Regions from separate parts of the Oryctolagus cuniculus genome. Here all the other regions are linked to region 2. The links are chromatin contacts, called in public Hi-C maps. All regions are on one chromosome and are shown on one strand. Each heading gives the region's core, a stretch centred on a gene start, on an enhancer-like site or on the middle of the called end of the contact. The rest is flanking DNA. Distances are from core to core; before and after follow the strand shown. Region 1 holds the start of SLC9A5 (solute carrier family 9 member A5). Region 2 holds the start of CES4A (carboxylesterase 4A). Region 3 holds the start of MATCAP1 (microtubule associated tyrosine carboxypeptidase 1).

Region 1 (3,753 bases), core at 327-2,826, 230 kb after region 2:
CCTGAATGGGAGGTGACTTCTCACCTTGTTCAGGGCCCACCTCAGTTTGCTCCTCTGAAAAAGGACGAGATTGATAGGGGGCTACATGGAAGTCTGGAGGTGGGCAGTATGCTGCAGCCTTCCAGCTATAGCCTTGCAGTAGGGTCTGGCTTGGACACGCACCACTCCCCAGGACAATAATCTCCCCACCCCTCCCGCCAGCGCTCGGAGGCGGGGCTGGCCGCAGCCGGAGGAATGCAAGCTGGGGGCCTGGCGCCCCGAGCGCATTCCACGGGAGACCCCGGGCCCAGGGGGCAAGTTTACGCAACCGGGCGCCCTGCTGAGGCTGGGAGCAGGGGAGGCGCCCCCGCCGCCTCTCCCTCCTTTGCCACCCGTAGGAGCGGACTGGCTGGTGGGGAACCCTGGGGGGTGGTAGTAAGCCTCTGAGAGTCCCGGCCCGGAAACAGCGCGCCGGAAAGGGCTGACTGCGAGGGGCTGAAGGCTGCTAGCGGGCGGGGAGGGGAGGCTGGCCATATGGGAAAGGGCCTCTTCCCGCACCGGGCACAAGTCGGCTCCCGGGCGCTGGCGAACGAGGGCAGGCCGGCGGTTTAAAATTAGCCTGGCCCGCCCTCTCCCTTCCCGGCGCGGGCCGACGGGCGGCGGGTGTACCGGGAGGTGGAGCGGTGACTCTAGGGCTTTTCTCCTCCTCCCACGCTCCGCGTATCCCGGACCCGACCGCTCCCCCGGGACTCCACTCATCCCGTGGGAGTGAGTGCTCGCCGGCACTCCCAGGGCGAGCCCCCCACATGCGGGAGCAACCCTCAGCGGCAGGACCCAGCCCAGTCCTGACACCTCTCAAAGCCTTTGCCACCACCAGAGGCCCCCCAGGGCCCGCCCTTCCTCGTGGTCCCGCCTCCTCACCTGAAGCAGGTGGAGGCAGGTCCCTCCCTCGGCTCTGATCCCGGGTCCGCAACAGCCACCCTGAGTGGGGTAGCTGCCCAGGCAGTCAGGCAGCGAGTGGAGCCCGAGCATCTCCCCGGGCGTGCCCCACTTGGAGAAGCAGCCAGGGGGGAACAGACCGCAAGCTCCCATCTCCCCTCTGCAGTTTCCCCTCAACTTGGGATGGGGCCCCGGGCAGGCGAGGCAGCGGACCCTGTGCTCCCATCCAAGACCCTTCTGGGGCGAGTACTCGCTCCAGCCTCTCCCCGAGGGGCACCTCCCAGGGCTTTCAGGGAGCCGACTCTGAACCCCCTGATCGCCCCAACCTTTCTTCGACTCGCCTCTCACCTTGAGCGGCGCCCCGAGCAGGCGATGCAGCGTGGGTATCTGCGCGCCCAGGGGCAGTGCCCCGTCCAGAGTGCAGGTAGGGGCCCGGCGCGGCTCCGGGAAGTTGGCGCATGCGAAGGGGTCGGTGTCTTCCAGGTACTGCACCCTCACGGTCACCAGTGATGCCGGCTCTCCGTCCCCGCGGTCGTCCCCGCCGGCCATGGCTCTGCCACCGGCCTGGCCGCAGCTTCGAGTCAACTCTCTCTGCTGTTTGGTCCGGGCCGGGCCGGACGCCTCCTGAGGGGCGGGGCTGGGGGGAGGCGAGGAAGAGGGTGGAGCCAAGACGAGGCCCTGGCGGCTCGGGGGGCGGGTACGGAGAGCCACTGCCGGAGGCGGGACTTACGCCAGCCACTCAGAAGGCCCGGTGGTGATCCCGTTAGTTCAGGGGCTAGGAGGGCGGGAAAGCCCGGGACCGCGCCCCGCCCCCGAGAGGGCCCTGAGAGCGGTAGGGTTTCTTTGGGCTCGGAGTAGGTGAGGCCGCGCCCTCTTTGAGGGCAGGTTGGAGGAAAGCTTCTTCAGACAGAGGCTGGCCAGGTTTCCTTCAGTTTAGGAACTAAACGGCCTTCGTTCTTTCAGTTTTCGGACGGATTGGATGCGTCGCTCTCATTTGGGAAGAGCAGTGGGAGGGGTCCCTTTCCGTGCAGAGCAAGCAGTGAGAGATTTCACTCAGTTTGAAGGATCAGTTCAGTAACCGGTGGGATGCAGGGCAAGTGCACTTCAGGTCGGGGGCGGGAGGAGGGGAAGAATGGGATGAGCCAGTAGAAAATGTTCCCCTCTGGGGGAAGGGGTGGGATGGGTGCCCCCAGCCTGGATGCAAAATGGAGATGACCTCTGGGGCGAGATGAGTCGAATGCCCCTGAAATTTGTGGAAAATGTGGGTGGACCCCTCCTAGATGAAAGATAATCAATAGGCTTGGTTTTCCATAGGTTTCCGCTTAGTTTCATGGAAAAGGTGGGAAGAGTTCCCTACAGTTTGAGGGAAGGGGACGCCCGGATGCCCCTCGTTTTGGGAGACGAAGAACAGCCTCCTGCTCAGCCTCAATGAGCTGCGCGCATTTTGGGCCTTGGAGTTTCCAGGGACGTTGGGGGCAGTGTCGTCCGTCATGGTTTTCTGCAAGCGCGCAGTGCGCGTGCGCAGCTTTGGTCCGGGCGGGGGCCCGAAGGGGGTCCCAGGCTCCAGACGGCGGCGCGCAAGGCGGGCGCACACTGCCCCCTGCCGTCTGCACCTGGCCGCGCCGGGGCCCGTGGTGTCAGCTGCAGGGGCTGGCTGCTGGCCGCCGGGAAGCACAAGCCAGGACGCCGCGCCACTCTTGCCCGGACCCCGCCTTCCGCGGACCCCCGCCCCTCCCATGGCGAGCTGCCCCTGGAGGGCGGTGGCTGCTCACCTCTGAGTCCGGGAGAGGGTTGATTTGGGGAAGATTTGGGCGGACGGACTCGAAGGAGTAGGTTGCGGGACTTGGGGGAGGGCTGCACTAGGGGATTTTTGCAGCAGGGACTGGTTTCGAGGGGATGGAGGAGGGGGTATCCACTACGGGCGTCCGGGGCAGGGTTTCAGAGTCTGGACCTGGCTTGGGGGTAACGGAGCCTGGATTGGGGGGTGCGGGTCCCACGTGCCTGTGACGCGGGGGCGCCCGGTAGGCGGCGGCGGCGGCGGCGGCGACGCGGGGCCGGCGGCCGTGCGGTGCGGGAGGGCGGCTGGGCAGGCTGCAGGATGCTGCGCGCCGCGGTGCCCCTGCTCGGGCTGCCCCTGGCGGGAGCGGGGATAACCGAAGAACCCACCCAAGAGCCGGGATCGCCGGGCGAACCGCCGCCAGGTTTGGCGCTCTTCCGGTGGCAGTGGCACGAGGTGGAGGCGCCCTACCTGGTGGCCCTGTGGATCCTGGTGGCCAGCCTGGCCAAAATCGGTGAGTGCGTTGTGTGCGTGTGTGGCGGGCCGGCTTCGGGCGGCGGACCCGCCCCCAAGCCTGGGGTCCCCAGATCCGGGCCGGTTTCTCCCACATTGCTGGGACTTGGGCTCCGATTCCACAAATCCGGGCTCCCACCCAGTTCCTGCGCCGCCTCTTGTGGGTGTCCCTCCTCCCCTCTCTCGTGGGAGCGCTGAGACTTTGCCTTCCCGAAGGGCTGCCCCCGCGCTCTCCAGCTCCATCTTTAGGCGCCTCTGCCCTCTCCGTTTCCCTTCCCCTGTGCCTAAGCCGTCCCCAGCCTGCTTCCCAGAAACCCCTGTCCGCGGCGAGGAACGAGGACGCTGGGGTGATGATGTGCTCCGGTAAATCCAGGCGTCCTGGTCCCGAGGAAGCGGCTGTCCTAGGAGACCACGTCCAGGCGTCCATTCTCCTGGGATACGAAACTGCCACTTCTCCTTAAAGTAGCTCCTCTCTTACAGATGCCTGGGTCTCGCGCCTAGGGGGTGAGGCCCTCAGATTCCTCCCACGCCAGGGCACGAGAAAC
Region 2 (3,576 bases), core at 865-3,364:
TTAAAGTGCTTTACCAGGGGCCAGCGTTGTGGCGCAACAGATTAAGACTCCCTACAAGGCCAGCATCCCGTATGAGCACCGATTTGAGCCCTGTCTGCTCCACTTCTGATCCAGCTCCCTGCCAATGCACCTGGGAAAGCAGCAGAAGATGGCACAAGTCCTTGGGCCCCTGCCACCCGTGTGGGAGACCTGGATGAAGTTCAAGGATCCTGAATTTGGGTTGGCCCAGCCTCAGCTCTCATGAACATTTGGTGAGTAAACCAATGTTTGAAGGCTCTGTCTTTCCCTCTGTTCTGTAACCCTGCCTTTCAAATAAATAAATACATTTTTAAAAAAAAAAAAGTGCTTTACCTACATGAACCTTCACTACAACCCTGAGAGATAAGTACTAATCAATTAGATAAGTATGCTAATTTGTAGAGATTGGAAACACTGAGATTCAGAGAAGCGAAGTGATTTGCTGAAGATCACACAGCCAGTAAGTGGCAGTGCACTAAGATACGCAGTGTGGCTTATCTGCGGTCCCCACTCTCCCCTTCTTCCCCCGTCCCCTCCGCTTGTGTTGGGGTGAGGCTGTTGTCAACAAGGCTGGAGGACACTCACTGTAAACGGGTTCTGTGTGCTTTGGATGGCCTCCCAGACCCAATTTCTCGGTCAAAGGGCGAAGGCAAGGTTAACGCTCTTGCTCCATGTGGTTCGGTAACTGGGAAAGGCCATGTCGCTCACGAGCTGAAGGCGAGGGGGCGATGGGGCGGGGACACTGACTGTGGCCTCCCTGGTGGACCTGGAGTCTCCAAGCCACAGCCGCCCGTAAGAGTTTCTTAGACACAGGTCTGAAGGCCATTTCCAGGATTCCAGGGCCCCCAGGCTGTTCCAGCTGGAGCAGGTGTTTGCGTGCTGTGCCAGGGAGGGGGCAGGGGAGCGAGCTGTTTCTGCGCCATGAACTCTCACCCACTTCCCTCCACTCAAGGCCGTGGGCATCTTCTTCATAAGCCCATGGCAGGGGTGGGGGGGCTGCCCACCATGAGGTGCTCGGCCAACCAGAGCCTGAGCCCACCCAGGGGAACACCTTACCTTATCAGGGTGGGGGGCACACCCCTGCTGGAGCAGGGCCAGGACAAGGATCTCCCATGTAGATCCTGCAGGACGGGTGGCCAAGGGTCAGCGGGGTGTGGAGCAGGCCTTCTTCAGAGAGACACAGAGCCTGGGCAGCAGTGACCAGGGGGAGATAGCACACTCCTGGGGGCCGAGAGGGGCTACCAGGATGGCAACTGTGGGAGAGGGGTCCCAAGTACAGGTTCCCTCTGAAGGCCCATGAAACTGACCATGACAGGAGAACGTGTTAGCCATCCACTGGTGTCCACAGAGCCAGCACAGAGCCAGCGGCCCAGGGTCCCAAGACCTGCCCTGCTCCTCACCCCTTGCCCTCACTGGCTTGGCAGCCTACCAGGGCCCCTTTCCCCAAAGGTGGACAGGGGCTCCAGGCTTTGCCAGGAGACAGGAAGAGGAGCAGCCTTACTTTGGAATGCAGGTGGAGCTGTCCTCTCTCCCTCCCCGCCCCCAACCCTTGCTCCTGCGACTTTAAACAGCAAACATGCCTTCCTTTGCTGGCTAACCCTTTGCCAGCTTTTCTTCCGAAGATTCCTTCTCGTCCAGGGAAACTTCCTTGCCACCGCCAGGCTCTGGACGCCCCCTGGGCTCCCATGTCCACCCAGACTGCGGTGAACCTGCAGACTGGTCGCCCCCAGCTCTGCTCCCCCGAGCTGGGCCGTGAGCCTGTGAGGGCAGCGGCCACGTTGACATCCCAGGCCGGGCGTGGAGTCCACTGCTCCCTGATGGTCCCAGCTGAGGCGTCTGGGATTTGTGAGGAAGGACAGGTAAGTGATTGTTTGAGCAAAGAGACCCTTCCAGCCCCAGAGAGGAAGCCCAGGGCCGCGTGGCCAATGGGCCAGGTGCTCTGCTCCGACCTTAGCACCTACTGTGCGCTCAGAGCCTGACTCACACTGGTTCACCTTCAGGCCATTGAGCAAACCAGACAGGGATTGCAGGCCGGCCAGTCGCTCACAAGAACCTAGAGCAGCCAGCGTCACCTGTCACCCCAAGGCAGGGACAAGGCTGTGGGCTGGACAGAAGCTGCTCCTAATTCCTTCCGCCCCAGTACCTGGGGATTAAGGGAAGATAAAAGTGGGACTGCCTGTGTTCACGTACTGCGGCTACCACCTGACACCCACAGTGATGACAGCACTCCGGCCCGTGGCCGACGCCAGCTGGAGCGTGAGCTGGAGCCTGCGCCTGGTCCTCGCCCTCTGCCTGATGGAGCAGACAGCCCTGGGTAAGACCCTCAGCCCTGCCTGAAGGTGTCAGCCCGCAGGGGTACGGGGACCCAGGGTCAGGCCCCTGCTCAACCTCTCCTGGGGAGGGCAGGGCGTGAGCGCAGACAAGTGCTGGGCAGAGGAAGAGTGACACTTCCAGGTGCTATTCCCTCCCCCAACCCCCCCCCCCAGCCCCGCTGGAATTTCTGCACAAGTCCACAGGGCTGGGTGGAAAGTGAGGAATGCCAGGACTGACACCACACCGGGCGGGCGGGGTGGGGGGTGGTGAGAACGTGGGGGGGGAGTGTATCTTTCCCGCCTTCCTCCTCTCAAGCCACAATCTTGCTTCTGCCTCCCTCTCCCTCCACAGGCCTCTTGGCCACCTGCAAGTTATTCTCCTGGGTCTTTGTTTCTTTTTAAAATCATTGTTACAGTTTTTACAAGTGCTTGTTAAGCTAGAAGATACATCCAACATGATGCACACCTGCTAGCTATACAGTTAGGTATAGCAGATATGACATCCTTTATATAATAATATGATATGCTACATGTAACCACCATCCAGATCAAAATCTGGGACATTTCCAGCTTCCCGTGTCAGTGCCTCAAAATTACCCTGGTGACCGTAAGTCACTTTTGCCTATGTGAATACATCATTTTTTAATTTGAAGGAAAGCTTGCTAAAACAACTTCTGGTATTCTGGTGCATTTTAGAAATCTTTTTATTGTACAATTAGACATAGCTGTGATGCTAGCACGTACATAATTAATACTTTGTGCTGTTTTTCACTCAGAATCTTACCAAAAGCAGTTTGTAGTTTGGGTTTCTAGCTATGTTTACTTTGCCCAGTTATAAAGGATGCTTCCAGTGTTCCTTAAGGTAAATAGAGGATGACGATTCAGAAAGGTTGTTGCTTTCTGGTTCTGTTTTCTAATTAAGAGACACAGAGGTGGCCGGCACCATGGCTCAATAGGCTAATCCTCCTCCTGCGGCGCCAGCACACGGGGTTCTAGTCCCGGTCGGGGCACCGGATTCTATCCCGGTTGCCCCTCTTCCAGGCCAGCTCTCTTCTGTGGCCCGGGAGTACAGTGGAGGATGGCCCAAGTGCTTGGGCCCTGCACCCCATGGGAGACCAGGAGAAGTACCTGGCTCCTGGCTTCGGATCAGCGCTATGTGCCAGCCGCAGCGCGCCGGCCACGGCAGCCATTGGAGGGTGAACCAATGGCAAAGGAAGACCTTTCTCTCTGTCTCCCTCTCTCTTAC
Region 3 (3,936 bases), core at 17-2,516, 170 kb after region 2:
GTTCACAACGCACCAGCTCCCACTCCTGCCATAAACTTCAGACCAGCGTCGCCAGTTCCAATGCAGCAGCTTTACTCGACTGCTCAAACACGCGCCCTGTGTGAAACCCACCCCGCCTTCCTCCACAACAGCACGGGTCACGCACTTCCCTCAAATCTCTACACAAGTACCGCGTTACTGGAAAAGCGTCTGCAACACAGCTCCTACGAAACGCAAAGCCTCCCCCGCGCCCCGCCACGGTTCTCACCCTCTGAAGTTGAATGCAAGAGCCCTTCTCCTGCTCAGAACTAGAACTGTTCCTTCTCTGGGCTTTGCATCCCCAACCGGAACCGACCTCCCCCCAGCCACTGCCCTCCACTCCGCCGGTGGCCAGCTGCTGCAAGATTCCTGGCCCCAGGTTTCACTCACTCCCCTCAACTAACTACACTGTTCTGCACTCCCTCCTCACTGGTCTTGGGCCACTCCCTGGGCCAGTCTCCGCCATCTCCCCGTCTTTCTTCCAACCTACCTCCTTGCGATCGCCAGAATGCGACTGTTTCTTTCACATCTCAGGTGCTTCCGCCAAGAATGCCCTCGCAATGTCTGCCTGAAGCCAACACTCAACCATTCTTCAGGGCTTGGTTTAGGCCTCCCCTCCTCCGGGAAGGCTGCCCGGCGCCCAGAGGGTCCTAGTGCCTTGGCGGCTTCTTTAGCACCCTAGGGTGTCACTGTCAGAGCCTAGGTCTGTGCGCCCCCCACCGTCCCCCGAACTTCCCGAGGGCAGCGACGCGTCGGGTTCACCTCCAGTTCCAAGCAGCCAGCACGAGATGCAGAATGAATGGAGGCTGGATGGAAGGGGAGGAGCCCGCGACTGCTGAAGGCGGGGTCCGGTGACAAGAGAGAGGGTGTGGCCTGCGCCAATAAGAAATCCCGGGAGAAGATAACGTGGCAGAAGAGCCAATGAAGACCGAAAGATCGAGGGGGGCCGGGACCTGTAGCCAATAAACGGCGGAGGAGAGAACGAAGGGCGTGCCCAATGGAGGGTGGGGCCAGAAGACAATGGCGAGGGGCTTCTCCGGTAGAGGAGGAGGGGTAGCGCGCCGCGCATTGTCTTGGCCTTTCCTGGGGGTTCTGTCCGCGTGCCGCGCCCCCACCTGTTCGCTTCGCCTCGGGCCGCCCGCCGTTCCGCTTCTCAACGCCGGCCGCTCGCCGCCCAGCCCGCGGGAGCCGACGCAGGCGACGCACACACTCGGGCGCGCGCGCGCTCTTACGAAGGCGAGTGGGTTCGCGTCAGACTGCGCGCCAGCGCGCGCCCGAGACCACCGCGGGTGGAGCCTGGCGGGGCTCGGGGGCGGAGTCCAGGGCCGCCGAGCCCCTGGCCCACCGTCTCCGCGCGGCGGCGCGGGGGTGGGACCCACACGGAGGAGCGGAGTCTGAGCCCACGCGGCGCTCCGGCGTGCGAGGACTGGAGCCAGGACACCTCAGACGTGGACACCCTAACCCCAGCGGGCACCTGTATTTGCTCCCCACTTCCCCAACACAGATTGCAGGCATACGGGGGAGGGGGCATGGATTTCTTTATTCTGCAGGCTGACCAGCGGCGTCAGGCGCAGGGCCCCGAGGGGAGGCAGGAAGATGCGGAGGGCGTGGGCGCTGGCACGAGGCTGAAGAGGGCCCGGCGGCCCGTGGGGGGCGAGGGCGGCGGGCCCGCCTGCAGGGAGCTGAGCGCGGCCTGGCGCTGCTCCCGGGAGACGTCCCCGCGCAGATCCAAGAGGGCAGAGACGTGGTCCTCGCTGCGGGGGCGCCGGGAAGGTGCGTCAGCCCCACCCGGTCCCCCCACCCCACCCTGAGCGCCTCCTCCCTCCCCGCCCGCCGCCCCCGCACCTCACGTCGGGAAATTGCTGCCGCAGGCCAGCCACCTCGAGGCCGAGTAGTGCGGGGTCGCGGAGGCTCAGCAGCTCCCTCAGCGCGAGCAGCACCGGCGCGCAGTGCGCGCTCTCCTCCAGGCCCTGCGCACGTCGGCATAGGGTTCGGCCCTGGCCCTCGGCCCCCGGCCCCTCCGCCCGCCCCACAAGCTCTTACCAGACCCAGGAACAGCTCGCGGAGCTGGGCGGCGTCGTGCTGCAGGCGCTCGGCCGCCTGGGCCCGCTGTTCGGCGCCGCGGCACACGAGGCGGCCCTGCATTAGCGCGCGCAGGTACTGCAGCACCACGGCGCGCTCCACCTCGGCCAGCAGCTGCTGCGGGCAAGGCGATCGCGTGGGTGCAGGTCACCTTTCTCCTGCGCGATGCCCCTGTCCCACTTTTCTCCCCCGACGCACCTGCACCGCTGGGTTCCGCACGCGCCAGAAGTCCCGGCAGAAGTGCGCCGTGCGCTCACACACGCCGTCCAGCAGCTCCGAGCTCGACAGCCACTGGCGCGAGGGCAGAGCCGCGAACAGGGGCTGCGGGGGGCGGGGGGCGGAGGTGGGGCTGGAAAAATGACCCAGACCCAGGCACTCCCCGCAGAGAACCACGCACCTACGCTGTTTCTTCACTGCCAACCTCATCCCGAGACCCCAAGGGAGCCTCACCTGGAGCTCCACCAACAGCGCCTCCAACACCAGGCGACAGATCCTCCTCTGCAGCTCGTCCAGCGCGGCTTCTACCGGAGCCAAGGCTCCCGGAGCCGCCCCGTCGGGCTGTAGCACCGACACCGAGGAGCTGGACAGACCAAAAATTCGCTTCAGGACCAAGGCCAAGGCCCGCACGGCCCTCCGCAGTCCGGCCTCTCGGGCGCCACCTCGTGGCAGGAGTGTGTGGCTGCTCCCACTCCTGAGAAAGTCTTGAGATGCGGATTAAAGCTGGGGGCGGGGGCGGAGGGCTCTCTGTGACCTAGAAGAAGGGACACAGCCCAGCGGAACCTGCCTCTGTGTGGCCTTGAACAAGTTACTCTTTAGATTTCTGTTTCCTTGTCCGTCGGGGGAGGGAGTTCATCTCAGCCAGGAGGGAATAAAAAACCATTATCGCCTGTGCTCCATGCCCTCATCCAAGAGGAAGAGAATTTTTTGTTTTGCGCACAGCTGTGACCCTAGACACTACTTGGCACCGAGTGGGGGCTTTGATAAATATTTGCTGAGCGGATAAATGAATAATTGGCACCCATCCCAGGGTCTGGGGTACAGACGTCACATCCACTATCTCGTGTGATTCTCAGAACATTCCTTTGTTGCCCACAGAATACTCGCGAGAAAAGTGAGACTCAGAGAGGTTAGGTAACCCACCCAAGGTCACACAGCTCATAATTAGCAGAACTAGGACTGGCACCCCAGAGTTCTGTGAATGTAAAGTTCTGGGTGGCCAGGAGCGGGCTGGGTCCACAGTAGTAGGAACTCAGTAGGGGGTGGGAGGGGCCTTTTGGTACCTGAGTGCTGATTGGTGGTTGAGAGCAGCCAGGAGGTAGGACACGTACTGAGGGGCGGTGGCTTCCCCCCTGAGGTGGTCTCTGGAGAACCGGATGAGAGCGTCGCTGAAGCTGCAAAGGACAGAGTGGCTTCGGTGCTGGCTGCTGCTACTGTGCCCCACAACCCCAGGCCTGGGACTCCTGCCCCTCCTCCACAACGCCCAAGTCCTTTTTTTGCCAACACTCTGAGCCCCTGTGGCCCCCCCCTGGGGCAAAGGGCAGGACTGGGCAGCCTCCTTAGGAACACGCCCAGTTCTGACAGCGCCATTCTGTGCACCCGCCGCTGCAGAGACTTGCTGACCAGGCTGCTCACGCGAATGTTCTCATCCAGGATCTACGGGCAGGGAAGGCCGCCATCAGCAACGCTCCTCGCCCTGCCCCCTTGCCCCTGGCCCTGGCTGCCTCCTACCCACCTGCAGCACGATGGCTGGCATTGGTGAGTGGTAAAAGCCAGCCAGGTCTGTGTTGGGCTCCTGCTCCCGGTGCCACTCAGCTACCTCCCCATCCAGCGCCTTCT

What was found. Hi-C and Micro-C count contacts between places; a contact is called where the count stands out from the background.
Region 1: a contact with region 2 is called in a Hi-C map of skin fibroblasts, with 2.8 times the contacts expected there. The contact joins the promoter of SLC9A5 here to the promoter of CES4A in region 2. A contact is called at or near these places in 3 of 6 Hi-C or Micro-C datasets (ear pinna, skin fibroblasts and an unstated tissue).
Region 3: a contact with region 2 is called in a Hi-C map of an unstated tissue, with 2.5 times the contacts expected there. The contact joins the promoter of MATCAP1 here to the promoter of CES4A in region 2. A contact is called at or near these places in 2 of 6 Hi-C or Micro-C datasets (ear pinna and an unstated tissue).

The regions. Positions count from the first base shown.
Region 1 is chr18:50,529,830-50,533,582 of mOryCun1.1, forward strand. It overlaps SLC9A5 (solute carrier family 9 member A5), which reads left to right and starts at 1,577. Exons shown (of 13, transcript XM_070062595.1): 1 at 1,577-3,209. The coding sequence starts at 3,017. FHOD1 (formin homology 2 domain containing 1) reads right to left here and starts at 1,554. Exons shown (of 24, transcript XM_008257450.4): 1 at 1,267-1,554. The coding sequence starts at 1,467.
Region 2 is chr18:50,301,853-50,305,428 of mOryCun1.1, forward strand. CES4A (carboxylesterase 4A) reads left to right here and starts at 2,115. Exons shown (of 14, transcript XM_002711648.5): 1 at 2,115-2,332. The coding sequence starts at 2,236.
Region 3 is chr18:50,477,532-50,481,467 of mOryCun1.1, forward strand. It overlaps MATCAP1 (microtubule associated tyrosine carboxypeptidase 1), which reads right to left and starts at 1,267. Exons shown (of 7, transcript XM_051847186.2): 1 at 1,134-1,267. It overlaps EXOC3L1 (exocyst complex component 3 like 1), which reads right to left. Exons shown (of 14, transcript XM_070062596.1): 7 at 3,833-3,936; 8 at 3,653-3,753; 9 at 3,381-3,491; 10 at 2,551-2,680; 11 at 2,299-2,421; 12 at 2,062-2,217; 13 at 1,864-1,988; 14 at 1,540-1,772. The coding sequence ends at 1,583. It overlaps LOC127491360 (a long non-coding RNA gene), which reads left to right and starts at 1,654. Exons shown (of 2, transcript XR_007920018.2): 1 at 1,654-1,791; 2 at 2,486-2,991.